3 separate regions of the Mus musculus genome follow, and all the other regions are linked to region 1. The links are chromatin contacts, called in public promoter capture Hi-C maps. All regions are on one chromosome and are shown on one strand. The core of a region is the stretch at or near the end of the contact, and the rest is flanking DNA. Distances in the headings are between cores, read along the strand shown. Region 1 holds the start of Bnc1 (basonuclin 1). Region 2 holds the start of Tm6sf1 (transmembrane 6 superfamily member 1). Region 3 overlaps Sh3gl3 (SH3-domain GRB2-like 3).

Region 1 (2,780 bases), core at 196-2,695:
TGTGGTGGACTGTAGCTGTTTGGGAAAGAGCAAACAGAAGGTAACCAACCAGTTTAGCTTGGTCATTAATAAAACAAGGCTTCATAATGAAGTTTGCCATGTGGCAATATTAATGCGCATCTCCAGGTCAATGTTATCGCAATGGCTAGGCAACTTCATGCCTGCAAGGAAAAGTACCACCAGGTAGACCCAGAACAGGCACCTGGGGGAAATCCAGGTGTCCAGTTTCCGGACCCCGTGCAGCACAGATGCCCACACTTTTTTTTCTGTCATGTGTCCTGTTCTCACCTTTCCCCCCTCTGAAGCCTGTTGTCAGCACGTGGGGTAACTGGCATCCTGTCTTCTGTTTGCAACTCTTTCTTTGTCCCGGCATCTCTGATTTGTGCAGGACTGTGTTCCCTTTTCAAGGACGCCCACCAGCAGCGAAGCAGGTGCAACAAATTGGGGGAAAAAAAAAGAAAAAAAAAAAAAAAAAAAAGAAACAGGACCTGCCACTCCAAGTCTAGGCTCTCTTACTTCTAAAAAGGACAGACCCAAAAAGCCAAACACTTTGGCCTCTCTTCAGGTCTCAGGTCCCGCCCTGCCCAAGAGCTATATAGTAAAACCTGGTTCTGTTTCACACCAGCTGTGGACAATCTTCCCCTGTTCTTAGGGCCGAAGGATTCTTTTTCTTTGTCCTCAGGCCCCGGAAAGCAGGTTCTCCTGGCGAGCCCCTCCCCATCGGCTCCCAGGGGACGAAACTCTTGTTTGATTTATCACTTCATCTCCGTGTCTCCTTAGAACCTAGTTAAGTCTAATCCCGCTTTCCAACTCTGAGAGCGAAGTCACCTGTCCCAGGCAAGCGGTAACACCGGGACTTTAACACAGAGCACACAAGAGACCGGGGTGTTTGAGTTCCCAATCAAGCCTCCACGACCCGACCCAAGTCCCCACATCTGTGGAAATAAAAAGTTCCCGGTGGGGGCGGGGGCAGTGCAGCCTTCTGCCTGGTCCACACCGGGACCCGAGGCGCCTCCGGGGGAGGCGAGGGAGGCTGCATCAGCCCGAGAGAGCAGAGCCAGGGAACTTCAGAGAGCGTTTCGCCCTCGCCGGGGAGAGGCAAACACCGACACGTCTGTCTCCTTCTCAACAAGTGCCTTCAAGCCCGCCGGGGGCAGACACCTCCGCGCCCGCGGCCGCCGAGGTCTCCGCTGTGCGCGGGGGGCCGCGGCCTGGCCTCAACCGAGGCGACTCTGCGTGGCCTCCCCACACCCCCTCGAGCGTCGCCCGCAGCCCCCGGCGGCCGGAGTAGGGGCGCGGGGCGGGGCGAGCGGAGGGGCGGACCCCGGGGCGCGGGGCGGACGCGAGGGTGCACGAGGGGCGCAAGGGCCGGCGCGGTCACCCGGCGCCGCGGGGAGCCGCCCACTTCTCCTGCGCAGGGGGGGCGGGGGTGGCCCAGACGGCCAGAGCGTGGATGCGGCGGTCGCCGAGCCGGGGCGGACGCGGAGCGGCCCGGGCAGGGGACGCGCGCCGGGAAGGCCGGCTCCGCAGCGGCTGCAGGATGGCTGAGGTAAGCGGTCGCGCGGGCGACGGGCGCGGGGCCGCCCTACGAGGGCCACCTGCTCGTCGTCGGCGCCGTGTGTGCGTCCCGGGAGGCCGAACTGCAGTTCCTCGCAGCCTGTGCCCGGTCGCAGCGAGGTGACCCGTGAGCGGCGCCCCGTTTCTCTTACACCCCAGAGCCCCTGTCCAACCGCTGTTGGCGCAGGGACGTCCATCTGTCTGGTATTTCAAGCCGTGACCTTCGGTCATCCCGGGAGGAGAGTCGCGGAGACGCCCGAGGGGCGTGGAGGGGGCGCCGGTCCCCTGAGGGACAAATCCTTGCTTTTTTAAAAGGGAAGAGACAAAAGACCAAAAGCGCCGCAAACCGTCAGCTTAGTTAGACGTGTCTGAAGAGGACGGATGCTCGCAGTTGAACCGCGCTGAAGGAGTGCGTTGGTTTGCCGGCGTTCCGCCTGGCTTGTCGAGCGTGGGACAGTGAGGGGTGTTCGTGCCCTCCGGTCGCTCAGGGACTTGGAGGAGCGCATCCGGATGCTGATGGGGAAGCCAGAGGGCCAAGGTCCAGTCTCTTTGGAGATGGTTTACCTGAGAGTGACAGGAAGGGATCCTGGCAATGCAGAGGTGAGGTGCTTAGTGGCCCAGTGACTGTCCACCCCGCAGCGGGGTTCCAGCCGGGCGTACCCCAGCATCCGCTTCGGGTGTCCGCTGTCCACGGGCGCTGCTTCCCCAGGGGAGCCCCTTAACCCTACTGGCCTCACGACTTCGGATAAACTCCTGGGGATTTGTCAGCCAGATGTGACAAGATTGGAGAGGCAAGTGAGAGAGATCTGATATCAATCAGTACATAGCTCGGAGCCAAACTTTCTCAAATGCGGTGTAGAAACATGTTCTTCTCGTTTAAGGCATCTCTTTGTGGCTGTGGGGCTGCCACCAGCCTGAGTTTGACAGTTAAATGGAATGCCAACTAGCAGCCTTAATTGTATGAGTGAAGTTGTATGCAGTGCGGGGGGGGGGGGGAAGATCAGACACTCTGGGGTTCGGTAATGTCCCCTAGTTTTATGGCTAGGCTCACCGCAGACCTCTGAAGATGAGGGCATTTAAATCGGGCCAGACGCCTGGTCACAGCCAGGCCTCTGCTGTTAACACTTAAGGGGCTTGAAAGAGGCCCCACTGGTGTCCTGGGAATCCCTGTCAGAGTGTGTGTGTGAGAGAGAGAGAGAGAGAGAGAGAGAGAGAGAGAGAGA
Region 2 (3,046 bases), core at 365-2,864, 130 kb after region 1:
AAGGACATGGCCTGTTCAGCGAGGGCTCCAAGCACAGAGGTGTTCAATGAATGGTATTACTTTAGGAGCCTAGGTCCCTGTGCTCTGTTGACAGGCACAAAACATCTGACTGCTCGGAGCTGCTGCTTCAGGAGATGCACCAAAGGCCAAGCACAGGGGCAGCCTGTGTCTAAGGGAGCGTCGCAGTGCTCACTCATGCCGTCTGGATGAGGTGACCTCAGCAGTGAGAGAAAACCATTGACTGTGTGCATACTCCGCTAGCAGTCTGGAGGTCTGGCACGGGCTGCAGGGTATAGATTGATGCAATTTCCTTAGCACCAACTGCTATGAAAAGCACAGCCAGTTACTTCCTCCTCCAGCAGCCCACAATCAACTTCAGCAGGGCCACCGCTGGCGCCTTTCCACTGACCACCCAGGCCTTCGGCTGCCCATGGGGGCTCGTCAGTCAGTGATCCCTTTAGAGAAGTGAAAGCCAAGACTGGGACCCAGAGCCCTTACAGAATTCGTCGGTTCCTTAGCATTAAACTGATCACTGAACCTTTGCTCCTGGCCAGCATCGAACCTCTATCCCTTTCACAGCGCCCTTGCACAAAGTTCCCACAAGATCCTTGAGGTGCAAAGACAGACCAGAACACTAAAGCCAGGTCACCCTGTTAGTAGCAAAGGCTCAGAAAACCATGGTTATTTCTGTTAGCCGCTCACAACAGTTTCTAAAATTATAAAATGGTAAGTATGTGAAAGTCCATACAAGGAAAGCGTTCCTTTCAAATAAGGCGGTTCGTGCCTTCCGTGTTGCTCTGCACCCCTCTAGTGTCTGAGAGCCTCGGAGGCAGGGGCATTTCGGTATTGACCTTGGTAATATCAGCTACCCACCCAGTACTGGCAAAGAGCAGGCGCCCAGCTCTCAGACCTTGAACTGCCCTAGCCCAGTTTGAGGACCTAGGGCCGGGTGACCCTGGTGCCTCCCTCATGCTGCGGGCGTGGCGTTTCTGGAAGCTACCCAGTCCCAAAGCCGCGGTCCCAAACCCGCGGAAAAGTTGCGGGCTCTTGTCTACCCCGCGCGCGCTCACTCACTCGTGCTGGGCCGCCAGGTGGTTGAAGATGTAGGTGACCGGGATGGCTGAGAGGGACAGCACAAAAACCCCCGTGGCCGCAGAGGCACTCATTGCCACCTCCGGGTCGCTCTTCTTTCACCGCATCGCGCCGGGGGTCCCCTGGCTCAGCTTCCGGCGGCGCCGCGCCCCTCGCCGCTGCCCTTCCAGGCGGCCCCCGGCCGCGTCTCCTCTGCGCGTCCCCGTCGCCCGTAGCTGCCCGGCGCGCACAGAGAGAGGCACCACCCGGGTGCTCTAGGGCCGCTGTACGATCCCCAGAGGCGTCCCCACCAGGCTCCTGCTAACGAACGCAAGGGCTCAGCAGCCACCGCGAGGAGACAAGCGCCCCAGGACGCTTGCTTTAATGGGAAAAGGAAGGGCCCGGCGAAGGACGCGGGTCACAGATGGGAGCTGGGCATCCTCGAGCTGGAACGGAGCTGGGCTGAGCCAAGGGCCAGCAGAGGGTGGAGCCAGATCTGAGGGTGTCAGAGCCCGCAGGCCCGCGAGATCGGCTCAGAGACCTGTGGGGACAGATGCTCCTGGAACAACACTGTGCCGCCCTCCCACCCCACCCCCCGCGCGCACCCCTTCCCTACACACAGCTGCCATCAACGTCCGCAACCAATGTTCCAGTGCCAAGTGGAAATATTTGTTTTCCACCTTGGTTGCTCACTCACCGCCCCTTGACCTTGATCAAGTTACTGAAACATTCTGTATCATTTCTCTGTGAAATGGGAATAACCTGCTCCCTCGTATGATTGTGGAAATCGACCGAGTTAACAAGCGTGGAGTGCTTGCCCTGCACTGCTCAGCACACTGGTCTGTCTCCTGCTCCCTTTCTTTTTTTGTAGCAGAACTGACCCTCAGAGGAATGCCCTGATGTAAGACACTGAGGCAGCGTTCATTCCTTGCCTGGAGTGTTTTTGGAGGCCAGGTTACCACCGGCTAGCCTGGCAGGTCCTGAAGATTAGGGCTCTTCGTGGAATATTCCCAGACGTCTGGGTGTAGAGCATGAGAGTGCCGCCCAAAGAGCTGCTTGAGCAGGGTGTGCTCAGGAAGCCCCCTGGGCCTGAGTCCTGTTGGTATGGCCCCAGGGAAGGGAAAAGAAGTGGGCTCCGGAGCAACAGTGGGGGCAGCAGAGTGCGCGCCTTCCTGTCTTTAGGTCAGAGGCTTACAGGTCATTTGGCTCATTTTCAATGTGAGGAAAATGAACCTGCACCAGGACAGTCGGTTGTTCCAAAGCCAGCTCTCCTACTATCTGCCCTCCCTTTTCTTGAAAACTCAGCCAACAATGGGCACAAAAGGGTAAAGACTGTCCAAACGGCAGCATCTCGCAAAGCTTCTCCCAGAAGTCTCAGTGGGAACCTGGACATCGCTCACGATCTTCCATGATCGCTCCTTGCCTTTACCACCTCCTTCATTCCCCAAAGCGCCTTCTCTCCTCCAGGCCATCTCCTAGGCCAGTTTCCCAGCCAGTCCAACCTCCTCCACATCCCACACCGAGCTGCTTTAGCCGTCTGCGTGTATCCTGAGTCTCTCGGGCTGCTCTGAATCTTTCTTGTCTACCTAGACACTTGCTGCATATCATTTCTATTCCTTCTCATCCATGCTTGGGCTTTTTTAAAATTCAGAATCATATTTATGGAAATAACTTAATAGAGGCTGGGGGTGTAGTTGATCGTGCTTGCTTTGTGTGCACAAATCTTAAGGCTCTGTCCTCGTGCACTTCATGAACTGACTTTGATGGGGGCTCATCTGAAATCCCAGCACTAAGAGATGGAGGCAGAGGGAGTCCCTGGTTCAAGGTCATCCTTAGCTACCCAGCAAGTCTGAGGCCGACCTGGGATATATGAGATTCTGTCTCAACTAACAAAAAGGTACCGGGAAATGCCACAGAGTATGCCACATCCTGAGCTCCGCGTCACCCGCTCCGGATGGAAACTGAGGTGTTGAGG
Region 3 (2,989 bases), core at 156-2,655, 260 kb before region 1:
GAGGTAAAGACAACTCTCTGAGGAGCAGTGCTCTGGAGAGAAGCCTCAGGCTCCCCAAAGGGGTTCACTCTCCCTACAGGCTCCTCTGTCTTTTCTTTCTGCCATTTAGCTGCCACGTGCTGCTTCCATCAGCTCAGAGAATACAGCAAGATTCAATTCAGCAGCAACAGGGGAAGATGAGCAAAGGGTGTGTGTGGGCGAGAGGCACCAGCAAGGTGGGGGCTGATGGTCGGGAATAGACCGGGTGAAACTTCTCGGAGTGAGGGTGGAGAAGCAGTGCAGGTACTCCTTCATTCGGGTCAATTTTCTGTCTTGTAACTCAGGGTGGAGCGCGGGAGCAGAAAGCTCCAGTCTGGAATAAGCAGCCATCTCTCCCTCAGCAAGGGAAAAATCAGAGCACACTGTAACCAAGGAAACCAGGTTCTAAGAGGCCAAATTTCTGGGGGGAAAAAAAACAAAAAGCATAAAGAAGTGGCCCTGGCAGGCTGTTCCGTTTTCTCCTGGTGCTTGAGGTAAGTCCTCACTGGTCCAGAGACAAGAATTACAGAACACAGCACAGGGTCAGGGATGAAGGCTAAGGATGTGGGTGGAGATTTTCCCGCTGTCACAGCCATCCAGAGACAAAGACTGGAGCTTAGGATTGTCCATGAGATGCCATAGTAAAGAGGCTGGAAAGTGAGGGTGTGTCTCCTCAAAATTCATACACTGAATCTCTGATGGCCAATGTGTCATACATACTAGAAGTGTCCTACTAAGTCTTGCGGGATGCATGGGTCAAGGTTAGTCCTCTCCTCTCCATCTACAGAAGCACACTGGAGCTGCCCATCTGTGAACCAAGGCAGACCCTGGCCAGAACAGTCCACAGAACTCTGAGAAACAGATGTCTGTTTAAATCGCCCAGTGTTTGGTATTTTTGTTGGAACGTCCCAGGTACTAAGACAATATCCAAATGGCCGAATAAGCATATGAAAATATCTCACCATTATTATTATCGTGGAAATACAAATCAGACCGTGATGCCATACTATACTGCTATCAGAATAACTAAAATCATCTCAAAACATGAATGTTAGTACAAGTGTTTCCCAAGATTGATGGAGCAATTGGAATACACATGTGCTACTCTAGAGTCCACGCTGCCTGAATGGTTTTGGGAAACAGTTTGGCAGCATCTACTGAAGATGAATATAGAAATCACTACGCCCTATGATTCAGAAATTCCCCTCTTAGGTATTCACCAGGCAGAAATTCCTACGAGAGTACACTGAAATTCATATACAAGCAGCATTGTTCAAAACAGCAAAAAACCAGAAACAGTAAACAAGCAAAAGTACAGTTGCTATGTCTGCAACACAACATGCTATAGAAACGAGAAGACACAGTGCCTCGGGCAACGGCAGACCATCTCGGGCAAAAGTCTAATCAAGAGTGCTTATTGTGCTGCCTGGTTTTTATGTCGACTTGACACAAGCTAGGGTCATGTGGGAAGAGGGAATCAATCAAGAAAACGCCTGCATAGTATTGGCCCGTAGGCAAGCCTGAAGTTTGTTTTACTTGATAATTGGTATGGGAAAGCCTGGCTCACTATGGGCAATGCCACCCCTAGGCTGGTGGTCCTGGATGCTACAAGGAATCAGGCTTAGCAAGCCATGGGAGCAAGCCAGTAACCGCACCAGTCCAAGGCTGCATCATCTGCATTTGAATTCCTCCCTTGTTTGATTTCCTTCCCGACTCCCCTCAGTGTTGGAGTGTGATCTACAACTATAAGCTGAAATAAACCCTCTCTTCCCCAAATTGATTTTGATCACGGTGTTTTATCACAGCAATAAAAGCCAGAAATTGGTTCCAAGTCACGAGGTATCACCGTAACAGACATGACCTTGTGTTTTTAGTAACAGACATGACCTTGTGTTTTTAGGTGGGCTGTGGTGGCCTTTGAACTTTGGGCTACAAAGCTGTTAAGTGCTCAGAGCCCTGTGTGATGTTCTGGGTGGGATGCAGGAAGAGAGGAAGGGTGAGAGATGCAGATGTTGGAGGTTTGGCTTGTGACAGTTCACATAGAAGTTTGAGGGTCCCTTAAAGGCTCTATCAGGGCCATTCGATATTTTGAATTCAAAAATCTGTGGTGTCTGGTCACCTGGAACTGAAAAATCTGCTGTGATTAACCAGAGACCAGAACCACTGGAGTAAAACTTTGGCTTTGCTGGGACAACTGATAATGGTCAGCTGGAGCTGAAGAATCTGCTTTGATTAAGGGGCCAGCATCAATGAGTATTTAAAATCCCCTGAGATGTGTGTGCTACATCAGGGTCAGCCCAGAAACTGTAGTCCAGAAAGGGGAGAGGCTGCATCTCATGCTGGCAGGCAGACCTGGTAGTGCAGGAGCCACCCAGGTGGTACGAGTTTTGAATATATGAAGTGGTTATGGAAAAAAAAATCTGAGGGCTGGTACTGTGTGGCATCCTGGAGTCCTTGAAGAGAGGCCATTGGTGAAGGTGAAACCTCAGTTGCAGCAGGAGACCCCAGCATTTTGGATACGCTAATAGCATAGGACAGCAGCAGCCATGGAAGGGTTCCACCCTGAATCTATGAGACAGAGCTTTGAAGGGCAGGCCAGATGAGCACAGCTAGCTACTGGGTCCCCCCAGAGTCCCGGAGTGGGTCCCAGACATCAAACACTGAACTTCTAACACTGTTACGTTTTGGGTTGATTTGACTTGACTGTGACTGTGACCTTGTTCCCTTATGGAGTAAGATGGTGTTTAACTTATGTTTTATAGGAGCCCACAGTTAAGAGACAGACATTTTGCCAAGATTTTGGATACTTTAGAGAAATGAAAGAGACTTTGGATTTTTTTTTTAAAGACTGGACCTTAAAAGAGTTGAAACTGTGGAAATTTCATGCTTCCAAATGTTTCATGCTGTGATACTGATATTAATAAAAAGATTTGGAGTATAAGCAAGAAAAGAGGCTATGACTTAATGATAT

What was found. Promoter capture Hi-C pulls out the DNA fragments that hold promoters and counts their contacts. Capture Hi-C pulls out chosen DNA fragments and counts their contacts.
Region 2: a contact with region 1 is called in a promoter capture Hi-C map of adipose tissue. The contact joins the promoter of Tm6sf1 here to the promoter of Bnc1 in region 1. A contact is called at or near these places in 2 of 39 promoter capture datasets (embryonic stem cells and pre-B cells), 2 of 484 Hi-C or Micro-C datasets (both in embryonic stem cells) and 1 of 9 other capture datasets (adipose tissue).
Region 3: a promoter capture Hi-C map of embryonic stem cells shows a contact between it and region 1, with 28 read pairs. The contact joins the enhancer-like site here to the promoter of Bnc1 in region 1. A contact is called at or near these places in 4 of 39 promoter capture datasets (the C10 cell line, cranial neural crest, embryonic stem cells and 1 more), 5 of 115 datasets of contacts at active chromatin or transcription factors (craniofacial prominence, embryonic basal ganglia, embryonic midbrain and 2 more) and 1 of 9 other capture datasets (liver).

The regions. Positions count from the first base shown.
Region 1 is chr7:81,990,964-81,993,743 of GRCm38.p6, reverse strand. Bnc1 (basonuclin 1) reads left to right here and starts at 1,445. Exons shown (of 5, transcript NM_007562.2): 1 at 1,445-1,549. The coding sequence starts at 1,454.
Region 2 is chr7:81,857,569-81,860,614 of GRCm38.p6, reverse strand. It overlaps Tm6sf1 (transmembrane 6 superfamily member 1), which reads right to left and starts at 1,614. Exons shown (of 10, transcript NM_145375.4): 1 at 1,075-1,614. The coding sequence starts at 1,166.
Region 3 is chr7:82,246,712-82,249,700 of GRCm38.p6, reverse strand. The region is part of intron 1 of Sh3gl3 (SH3-domain GRB2-like 3); the gene reads right to left. It overlaps Gm32903 (a long non-coding RNA gene), which reads left to right. Exons shown (of 7, transcript XR_003946814.1): 3 at 110-187. Among named protein-coding and RNA genes, the nearest start is that of Gm32903, 7.7 kb to the left of the region's middle. Within about 2 kb of position 1,405, at least 25 of the 459 cell types and tissues checked have an H3K27ac peak or open chromatin away from gene starts, as enhancers often do. A contact at or near this core is called in embryonic stem cells, where this site is marked.